Regions from separate parts of the Sus scrofa genome. Here region 1 is linked to region 2. A link is a contact called in public promoter capture Hi-C data. All regions are on one chromosome and are shown on one strand. The core of a region is the stretch at or near the end of the contact, and the rest is flanking DNA. Distances in the headings are between cores, read along the strand shown.

Region 1 (4,209 bases), core at 1,140-3,639, 93 kb after region 2:
GGGCTGCCGCCCGTGCCCAGGGCCTTAGAACGGGAAAACCAGGATCCCTGGGGCTTTTATGTCCCAGTCTCGCGTGCCACGGCATTCTGGCTGAGCGGAGGCCGGCAGGCCGGCGGGAGGGAGCCCGCTGCCGTCCTCACTCACCCTCTCCTGTCCCCAGTGGACTCCGAAGGATGACTGGGCGGCCCTGAAGCTGCACGGGAAGTGTGACGACGTCATGCGGCTGCTCATGGACGAGCTGGGCCTGGAGATCCCCCCCTACAGCAGGTGAGGGGCCGCGGGCCCAGCCCCCTCCCCTGCCCCGGTGTGGACGGGCTGTCTTGTCATCTTTCGTGAGCTGAGCGTAGAGAAAGCTCTGAGGTGATGCAGATGGCGTCTCAGGCGTGACTGCAGTGTGGTGGCCTCTGCAGGGCCTGGCCTGGCATTGCTGAGGTGCCCTGGCTGGTGTGGTTGGTTTCCTGCGGGGAGAGGGCATCTGCCAGGGTGTGCCTGGATGGCCCCTTCACCTCAGGGGGCCTGGACGGGAAGGTGCCTTGAAGGGACGTGCTCTCAGCAGCTCTGCTCGTCAGGATCTGGGTGCACTTGGCTTGGGGAGCTGGCGTACTTTGGGGGAGCTTAAGCAAACTGTGCCTTAATTCAGAATTTGCGATATTTAGACGTGGTGTGTGTGTGTGTGTGTGTGTTGAGTAAAAAAGTTTACACTTTCTTTCTCTGTGAATTTTCAGGGTCTTATAGGGGAAATCAATTACTTCTTTTAATGAAAGGGTTCAAGAATTAAGGATCCCTTCACCTTCTGGGCCTGGCAATTCTTGTATGTTATGTTTGTGGTGTTCTGTAATGTGGGCCTATCGTGTACTGTACCTTCGTTTTTTTTTTCCACATTAACTTAGCTCATTTTCTTTATCAGTGCTTATCTGTATCTTTAGTTTATAACGTGTGCTTCTACATCTCAGTCAGACACATGATCTCTCCGCGGTGTAGTGTTTAGGCGGCGCCTCCCTAGTCAGCTTCCCTCCCATCAAGTCTTGCGGGCTGGGAAGGGGAAGAGGGTCTGGTCCACCTGCCCCTGGCCATACAAGTGACAGGTGGGGCCCAGAGTTGTCTAGAGCCGCACCCCTCGAGAGGCCGCCGCCGCCGCCCCATCCCACATGTGCGCGGCCCCCTGGATCGCCGGGGAGGACTCACTTCTGCGGAGGCTGGGCTAGTCTGGGTGCTGCTGGCCTTTGAGCTCCGAGGGGACCTCGCCCCCCTTGCAGATGTTCTGGAGCTACCGGAGGCCAAGCCCAGTCACCGTTAAGACACGGGAGGGGCGCAGGGCCACCTCAGTCAGCTTCCTCGTCCTGGGGCGGGTTGCGACCGTGAGGGGCTCCCGGGGACACGTGACCCAGCTTTCCCTTTCTGTAGGTGGCAGGACCCCATCTTCTCCCTGGCGACTCCCCTGCGTGCGGGTGAAGAAGGCAGCCACAGTCGCAAGTCTCTGTGCAGGAGCCGAGAGGAGCCTGGGCCTGAGGACAGGGGCGCGCCACGTAGCTCGGCCCCCGCCCTGGGTGGCTGGTTTGGCAGGGGCTGCACCAAGCGAACCAAAAGGAAGAAAGTGACGTGAGCTGGTGCTTGACCGGGAACAATGATGGCACTTTGCAGACAGCCGGGACTCTCGTGCAGGGGCAGGTGGCACCATGGAGGCCAGGACTGCCCCCGAGAATGCTCTGGGGATGACATTCTCATCCTGACGTGTTTAGCCCTTTGTCCCGGGGGAAGCCTCCTTGCACTGCTGCGGCTGCCGCCCGCGCGGGCCAATAGTGGAAGACCCTCGGCCCGCGCAGCCTCTTCCCGAAGAGGGGGCAGCCACGTCTTCTGTGAGAACAGAACTCGGGTTATTGCACGCCTGGCCGGCCAAGAGGAAGCACACGCTGCCTTACCTCATTCATCAGGCTAGTCTCAGGGGCCTCGACCCTATTTCTACTACTTCTTACTGAGAATGTTAAATTCAAGGAAGCCTTTTTCTGTATTGGGTATGCTGCAAAGGGATGGTTTTGAGCCTTGGCGCTCAGCAGACCTTTTTATTATTAAACATCTCCGCACTGTCTTCCCCGTGTTACCGAGTGACTGCCCTTCTGAAGCTGCCGACGCGCGCGGACGCCTGGCGGGGCTCCCGGGGAGGGGGAGCGGGTGGATGCGCCCCACGTGGTCCTGCCCCGCCCCTCCGCCGGGCGGGAGCTGAGCGACGGTGCGCGCGCGCCATTGGCCTGGCGCGGAGGGGCGGGGTCTCCAGGGACCTGGACGCACCCCTCCTGGGCGGGGGGCGGGGCCGCCGTGGGGCGCGCGCGAGGGGTGAGGGGCGGGGCTTCGCACGCGGGGCAGGGCGGCGCTCGCCATTGGTTGCGCGCGGCGGGTGAGGCCCGCGTGACGGCGCGTGCGTGCGCGCGCGGGCGGGCGGGCGGCAGCGGGTCGGGAGTCGGCAGTCGGGAGTCGGGAGCCGGCGGGGCCGAGCAACGCCGCGGGGCTATGATCCGGAACGGGCACGAGACGGCGGGAGGCGCCGAGCGGCCAGGCCCGGGGGGCAGGCGCCCCGTGCGGGTGTGGTGTGACGGCTGGTGAGTGTGGCAGGGGGCGCGGGCGGGGGCGCGGCCGCGGTGGCCGCGGTGACCGCGGTGACCGCCTGCGCCAGGGCCCGAGCGGCCGACGAGCGCCGGGGCGGTGGGAGGCGGCGACTCGGCCACGGAGGACTCCTGGGCCCCAGGTCACCGCGCCCGCCGCGGGCAGCCCGGCTGCGGGTCGGTGGAAGCTTTCTCCGTATCTCTTTACGAATTCCTTTACCGGGCCGCTCCTTTTGCCACGTCTGTCGTTAAGCCGGAGAGCCAGCCAGGCGGTCCCACCTGTCTCGTGCACGGTGGTGGCGGAGGCAGCATGTTTGATCTTGATGACTTTAACCATTGCAGTGTCTGTCCTAGGAGCTCTCTTCTTCTGAAGAGCCAGGCACCCAGAGTTCTCCCTGTCCTGTTTCCAACTTAGCCAGGAAGATTCTCCTGGGCGTCTGGGCAGGAGCCGGCGCAGACGGTGTCTGATCTGTGCGAGACCCTAACGGAGCCCCCAGGCTCCTGGGGCCCGATCAGGAGGGTTACAGTGCCTAACTGTTCTCTCTTCTGACCAGCCGCACAGCCGGAGTGCTTGGAAGATAGGGTTGAGGCTGTCAGCAGCGAGGAGGAAAGTTTACCTCTGGTGATGAGTTGCCACCTCGGTTGTCTCCTCCGACGTTTACTGAACGGCGGCAGAATAAAAAAACCGTGTCTGGCTAGGCCAGGGCTTCAGGGGCCAGCACGCAGGGCTGCTGTACTCCTGGGCTTGCACCTGACTCACCTTGTGGAGGGGTGTGGCTTCATTTCCCAGGACTCTGACCTTGTGCCTGAGCAGGCCAGGCCCCTGCCCCAGCTAGTCGTGGCTGCAGGCCAGAGCGATGGGATGTGCCTGGACCCAGCACTACCCTGCAGTCTGCGCTGTGCACCCTCCTTCTGCCCAGCCCATCCAGTGGGCGCAGGGCTGGCTCGGCTCCTGAATTTGGACCCCCCTCTTTTTTTAGCCTAGGACCAGAGCTCTGGGACCCCACAGGCTTGTCTGCTGGGGCCCGGTGTGCTGTGACGGGGTCAGCAGGTGCTGTTGAGTAGAATGCTTCTGTGCACCTGCTGGTCTCGGTCACCAGGAGAAGGAGCGACAGCTCCACCTATTTGAAGGCAACACGAGGCTGGGAGGAGGCGAGCGTGAGGGCCCAGCTCAGGGCCCCCAGAAAAGTGGGGCTCCCCCCCGCCCCGCAATGGCCACCTGAGTGGGGCCGTGGGTGCTGTGTGTGGTTTCAGCTGAGAGTTCACTCTTGACCTGGCCTGGCTTTGAGGATGAAAGCGCTCTAACCAAGTGACAGGGTGGTGGGTGTTGGCCCCAGGGAGCAAAGTGTCTGAGTTTCCAGAGGCCAAGGGGGAGCAGGCAGGAGTCTGAAGCCAGCGATTGTTCTTCTTCGTTGCTTGGACTTTGTTTCCTGTTGGCCACAGGGACTGTGCCCTGTCTCGGGGGATACAGAGTTCAGTCCACCCCACATCATCGTGGGTTTATCCTACAGCCTGTGACAGTTTGCGCTTGTGAGGGGAGCGCCTGAGGACAGAGCGCCGTCCCAGTGTGGGGAGCAGAGGCTGTTCTGTGAACGCACCAGCCCTGGGGCTG
Region 2 (3,929 bases), core at 1,020-3,519:
CTTCCTTTGCGGGGCAGCACTGCCTGTGTCGGGGGCCCTCGTTCCCCACACCCTCCGCTCTGGGACAGACCAAAGGAAGCAGCCAGGGCTGAGGGGCCAGAGATGAAGCCCTTGCCCCGACCAAGACCGCCCAGCCTGGTCTGAGGACCAGGGCCCGGAGCCAGGCGGCCTCACCCAGCTGCTGGAGGCTGGCGTTGCTCCTCAGGGCCAGGGCCAGCTCCTCGGCGCCCTTGTGGCTGATCTGGTTGTTGCGGAGGTCCAGCTGCCGCAGGGTACTGTTGGCTGCCAGGGCGCCGCAGAAAGTGGCGAAGGCGTCTTCCCACGGGCCCAGGCTGTTCCACTCCAGGGTGAGGCTGCAGGAAGGGTGCACGGGGGGTGTGTGGCCTCATGGGGCCTCCAGCTTCCATGGGCTGCACCAGGCTCGAGAGGCTGTGGTAAAGAGGCTGGAGCCTCGAGAAACACTCACCCCCGTCCATGCGCAGCCCAGGAAGACTGGCGCGCAGGAGTGCACCGCGTCCTCTGGAGCCAACCCAGAGCCATGCTGAGAAGGAGCAAAGGCTGGGACCGCCACCTCACCTCTGGATGGACTTGTTCTGTCGGAGGAGTTTTCCCAGAGCCTCAGCTCCTGCAGCGCGAAGGTTATTGCCCTAGAACAGGAAGAGGCCAGCCCGTCATTCCTGGAGTCCTGGGCCGGGCTCCGAACACCCTCATTGGGAAGTGGGTGAGGTCACAGCGAGCTATGGGCGGGAAGCGCGGAATCCTTTCAGATTCTGCTTTCCCTGACCACAGTGGCCCCCTGATGCAGGCTCTTGGTTTGCTGTGGAATGCTCTGGAACTCACATTCCTGCCCTCAGAACACTGGCACACGTGCAGGAGACTGAGAGTCAGTGCGTACAGACACCATCTCTCGCCGCCATCGGGATCCCCGGGCCCCAGGACAACTGCAGCTTCGCTACTCTCCCTGGCCGGGGGGCAGGGCCCTAAGCGCAGATCCACCCACCTTTAGATCCAGAAACCGCACCACGGTGTTGACACACAGTCCCTGCAGCAACATCGTGGCTCCTGTAAGGGACCAGGACAGTCACTCTCCGCTCCTGGTGGCTCCATCAGGGGCAGCTCCCCAGACGGAGGGAAGGGACGAGGGTCCCCGACCAGCCAGGGTTCATGCCAAAAATGAGTCAGTCGCCCCACTCCTGTGTCAGGTTTGACACGCGGCAGGTGCGGAGTCCGGCTGCAGACCCCCCCCCATGCGGACTCTCCTAAGCCAGCTGGCTGGGGGCGCTAAGGTTTTTTCGCTACAGAGAGATGCTCCCCAGTTTCCCGAGTGAATGCTGCTGCTTGCTTTGACTACAGTGAAGGGGAGACTCCCAAAGAAGAGGACAGGCGGGCCACCGAGCACCAAGGCCTGGGGGTGCTGAGCAGCAGGGCAAACAAGCCCAGGGACGCCGACCCCTGCCCGCCCTTCGAAGCTGCAAGGGCTGCTGTGGCCACTGCGGTCCGTCGGTGCCCACCCTCGTCGCTCAGCATGCAGTCACTCAGGACCAGTTCCGTCAGCAGCGCCTCCTTCTGCAGCAGCTTGCCCAGAGCCCTGCAGGTGTCCAGCGTCAAGCTCTGTGTGGCCAGGTCCAGCCGGCCCCGCAGCAGCCCGTGCAGCCGCTGCAGGACGGCCTCCTGGGGCTCGGCCCCGCTCTCCTTGCACAGCCGGCTGTAGGCGCGCTGGAGCTCCTCCATGAGGGAAGGGCTGGCGGGGCTTCCGGCAAAGCTCCCAGACAGGCCTCACCCGGAGGCGGGGAGGCTGGGGAAGTGGGCTGCTGGCTCCTGCTCCCCTGCCCCAGTCCTTGCTGGCTGTAAGCCTCCCCCTGGGGTCTACGGAGAGCCCCCGACAGCGCAGGGGGGCGCACACAGACCCTACGCCCTCAGCAACCGCGGAATGAGGAGCAAACAGTTGCTTCAACTGGCGGGAGGCCCCGAGAGGGCGGGGGCGGGTGATCCTCGGGGTCGCCGAAGCCCAGGATCCGGGAGGAGGATGCTCTCGGGGGCGGGGCGTCTAGCGGAGGGGCCGCTCCCGCCCCCGCCCCAGGCCTCGCGCCTAGGAACCCCGCCCGCTTGCCGCGGGGGCTGGCGGCCGCGGTGCCCCTCAGTATCCAGGAAGAGCGGGGCGCGCCGGGAAGGCCTGGCGGAAACTACGACTCCCAGGACGCTTTGCGGGGGCGGTGCGCTCGCTTAGGACCAATTAGGGCGAGGGAGTGGGCGCGCGCGGCGACCCCATTGGCTGGGGGGCGCAGGGGCGAGGCTTCAGAAGGCGCGCTACGGGTCGATTGGCTGGAGGCGCGGGGGCCGGGCTTCTGAGAACGCACAACTTGGCGGCGGTCATGGAGGAAAGCGGCACGGGCTTCCGGAAAGTGAGCGAGGGACTGCGAGGCGGGGCGGAGCGGGACGGGCTAGGGGGCTCGGGGAAGGCACTGGGAGCGAGCTCGGGGCCCGGCCCCCTGCGTGAGCCACGTGTGGGCCCTAAACCAGTCCCCGTCCTGCCGGCCGGTACCTTCTAGGGTCGGCCCATTCCCAGAATCGGCCACGACCCCCATCCCGCGCGTACTTAGTCCTCCGTGGCCCGAGTGGGTGGGTCGCTAGGCCGGCAGGCTCGGTTCCCAAACCCTTCGGGCTGTGAGTGGTCTCTGGGTTTCGCTTTGTTGCTCTGCGCTAAGGGTAGGAAGCACTGAGCTTTTGATAGCAGCCCTTTGTGTACCTGGGTGAGGACTTCCTTGTCCAGCCAGCCCCTAGTGGGGGAGTTCTCCCTCTTCACCCTGGATGGCCACTTTGCCCAGGCCTAGAAGGAGTTAATGCGTCAAAGGGGAAATCACTGAGGCTGGGCCCTCCCTGCACTGTAATAGCTGCAGAGGGGAGCACTGGCTGGGCCTCCTTCTTGGGATCCTGGGCAGCTCTGGAGTCCTAGCCCTGAGGCCTCGGGCTAGAGCTGGGGTTGCCGTCATTACCCACGAGCAGGCCTGTCCCAGGCGAGGGGCACGGGGCCGGGGTGGGGGGTTGTGGTCCTCCACACAGAGAGACAGAGGCTGACCAAATCCCAGATCTCATGCTGCCCTTTGCAAGCTTGGGGACCCCCCTCTCCCAGCTGGTGCTGGCTCCTTTAGTTGTCAGGGTAAGCCGGTGCAGCAGCTGCTCCCCAGGTGGCAGCCTGGCTCTTTCAGCTCTTCCCTGGAGTCTGGGATCTAGTGGGGCAGCAGGGCCTTCTGGGCTTTCTTGGTGGGACCAGCAGGTGGCGCCAAGCTCGCGCGCTCACTCTGGGAGGGTGCGCGAGGCCGCTGCGACGCTGCCGCAGGTACGGGCTGCTGCAAGCTCTCACCCTCCTGAGCCCTGGCCGGGGCAAGCTCCGCTCCCCGTCACGCGCGCTGCTCTCCCGCTTTGCTCAGCAGCTCTGGGCGAGGCCGTGCCATCTCCCGTGGACAAGGCTGGAGGCCTGGAGGGTCCCAGCACACCTTGCCTGCACAACACCCCGTCTGGGCTCCCCCTGCTGCTGTCCTCTTGGCCCCTCGTTCACAGCCTCTCTCGTCTGGCCTCCACCCTCAGCAACCTTCCCCGGTTCTCATCACCAGCGTCTGCCATCTCTCAGGCCCAGCTGCCCACTGGCTGCTCTACCTGGGCTCCTTGGGTGTGTCCCTCACGAAAATGTTCCGAGCTGAGCTGAGTTGCTGGCCCGAGTCCATCTCCTCTCAGTGGTGCCGTCCTCTGGGGCTCAAGCTCCCCCTTGAGGAGACTGGGCCTTGCCCCGCATTTGGCCCATCCTTGCTGTTCAGGAAGTCCCGCTGGTAGCCTGGGCTCCGTCCCTGACCTTGACCGCCCAGCTCCAAGGTTCCTATGGTGCCCTTCCCCACCAGTTACGGGAAGATGCTGTCCATGTTGGCGTGGACAGA

Evidence for each region. Promoter capture Hi-C pulls out the DNA fragments that hold promoters and counts their contacts.
Region 1: a promoter capture Hi-C map of fetal liver shows a contact between it and region 2, with 2.9 times the contacts expected there. The contact joins the promoter of PCYT2 here to the promoter of CENPX in region 2. A contact is called at or near these places in 3 of 5 promoter capture datasets (fetal liver, fetal skeletal muscle and liver), 16 of 47 Hi-C or Micro-C datasets (alveolar macrophages, brain, differentiating spermatogonia and 9 more) and 2 of 2 datasets of contacts at active chromatin or transcription factors (alveolar macrophages and skeletal muscle).

What each region holds. Positions count from the first base shown.
Region 1 is chr12:1,082,027-1,086,235 of Sscrofa11.1, forward strand. It overlaps PCYT2 (ethanolamine-phosphate cytidylyltransferase), which reads left to right and starts at 2,390. Exons shown (of 13, transcript XM_021066429.1): 1 at 2,390-2,594. The coding sequence starts at 2,506. It overlaps SIRT7 (sirtuin 7), which reads left to right. Exons shown (of 10, transcript NM_001114272.1): 9 at 161-267; 10 at 1,405-1,855. The coding sequence ends at 1,603.
Region 2 is chr12:989,349-993,277 of Sscrofa11.1, forward strand. It overlaps CENPX (centromere protein X), which reads left to right and starts at 2,270. Exons shown (of 4, transcript XM_021066397.1): 1 at 2,270-2,402. The coding sequence starts at 2,373. LRRC45 (leucine-rich repeat-containing protein 45) reads right to left here and starts at 2,163. Exons shown (of 17, transcript XM_021066372.1): 1 at 1,512-2,163; 2 at 1,001-1,062; 3 at 577-647; 4 at 175-353. The coding sequence starts at 1,731.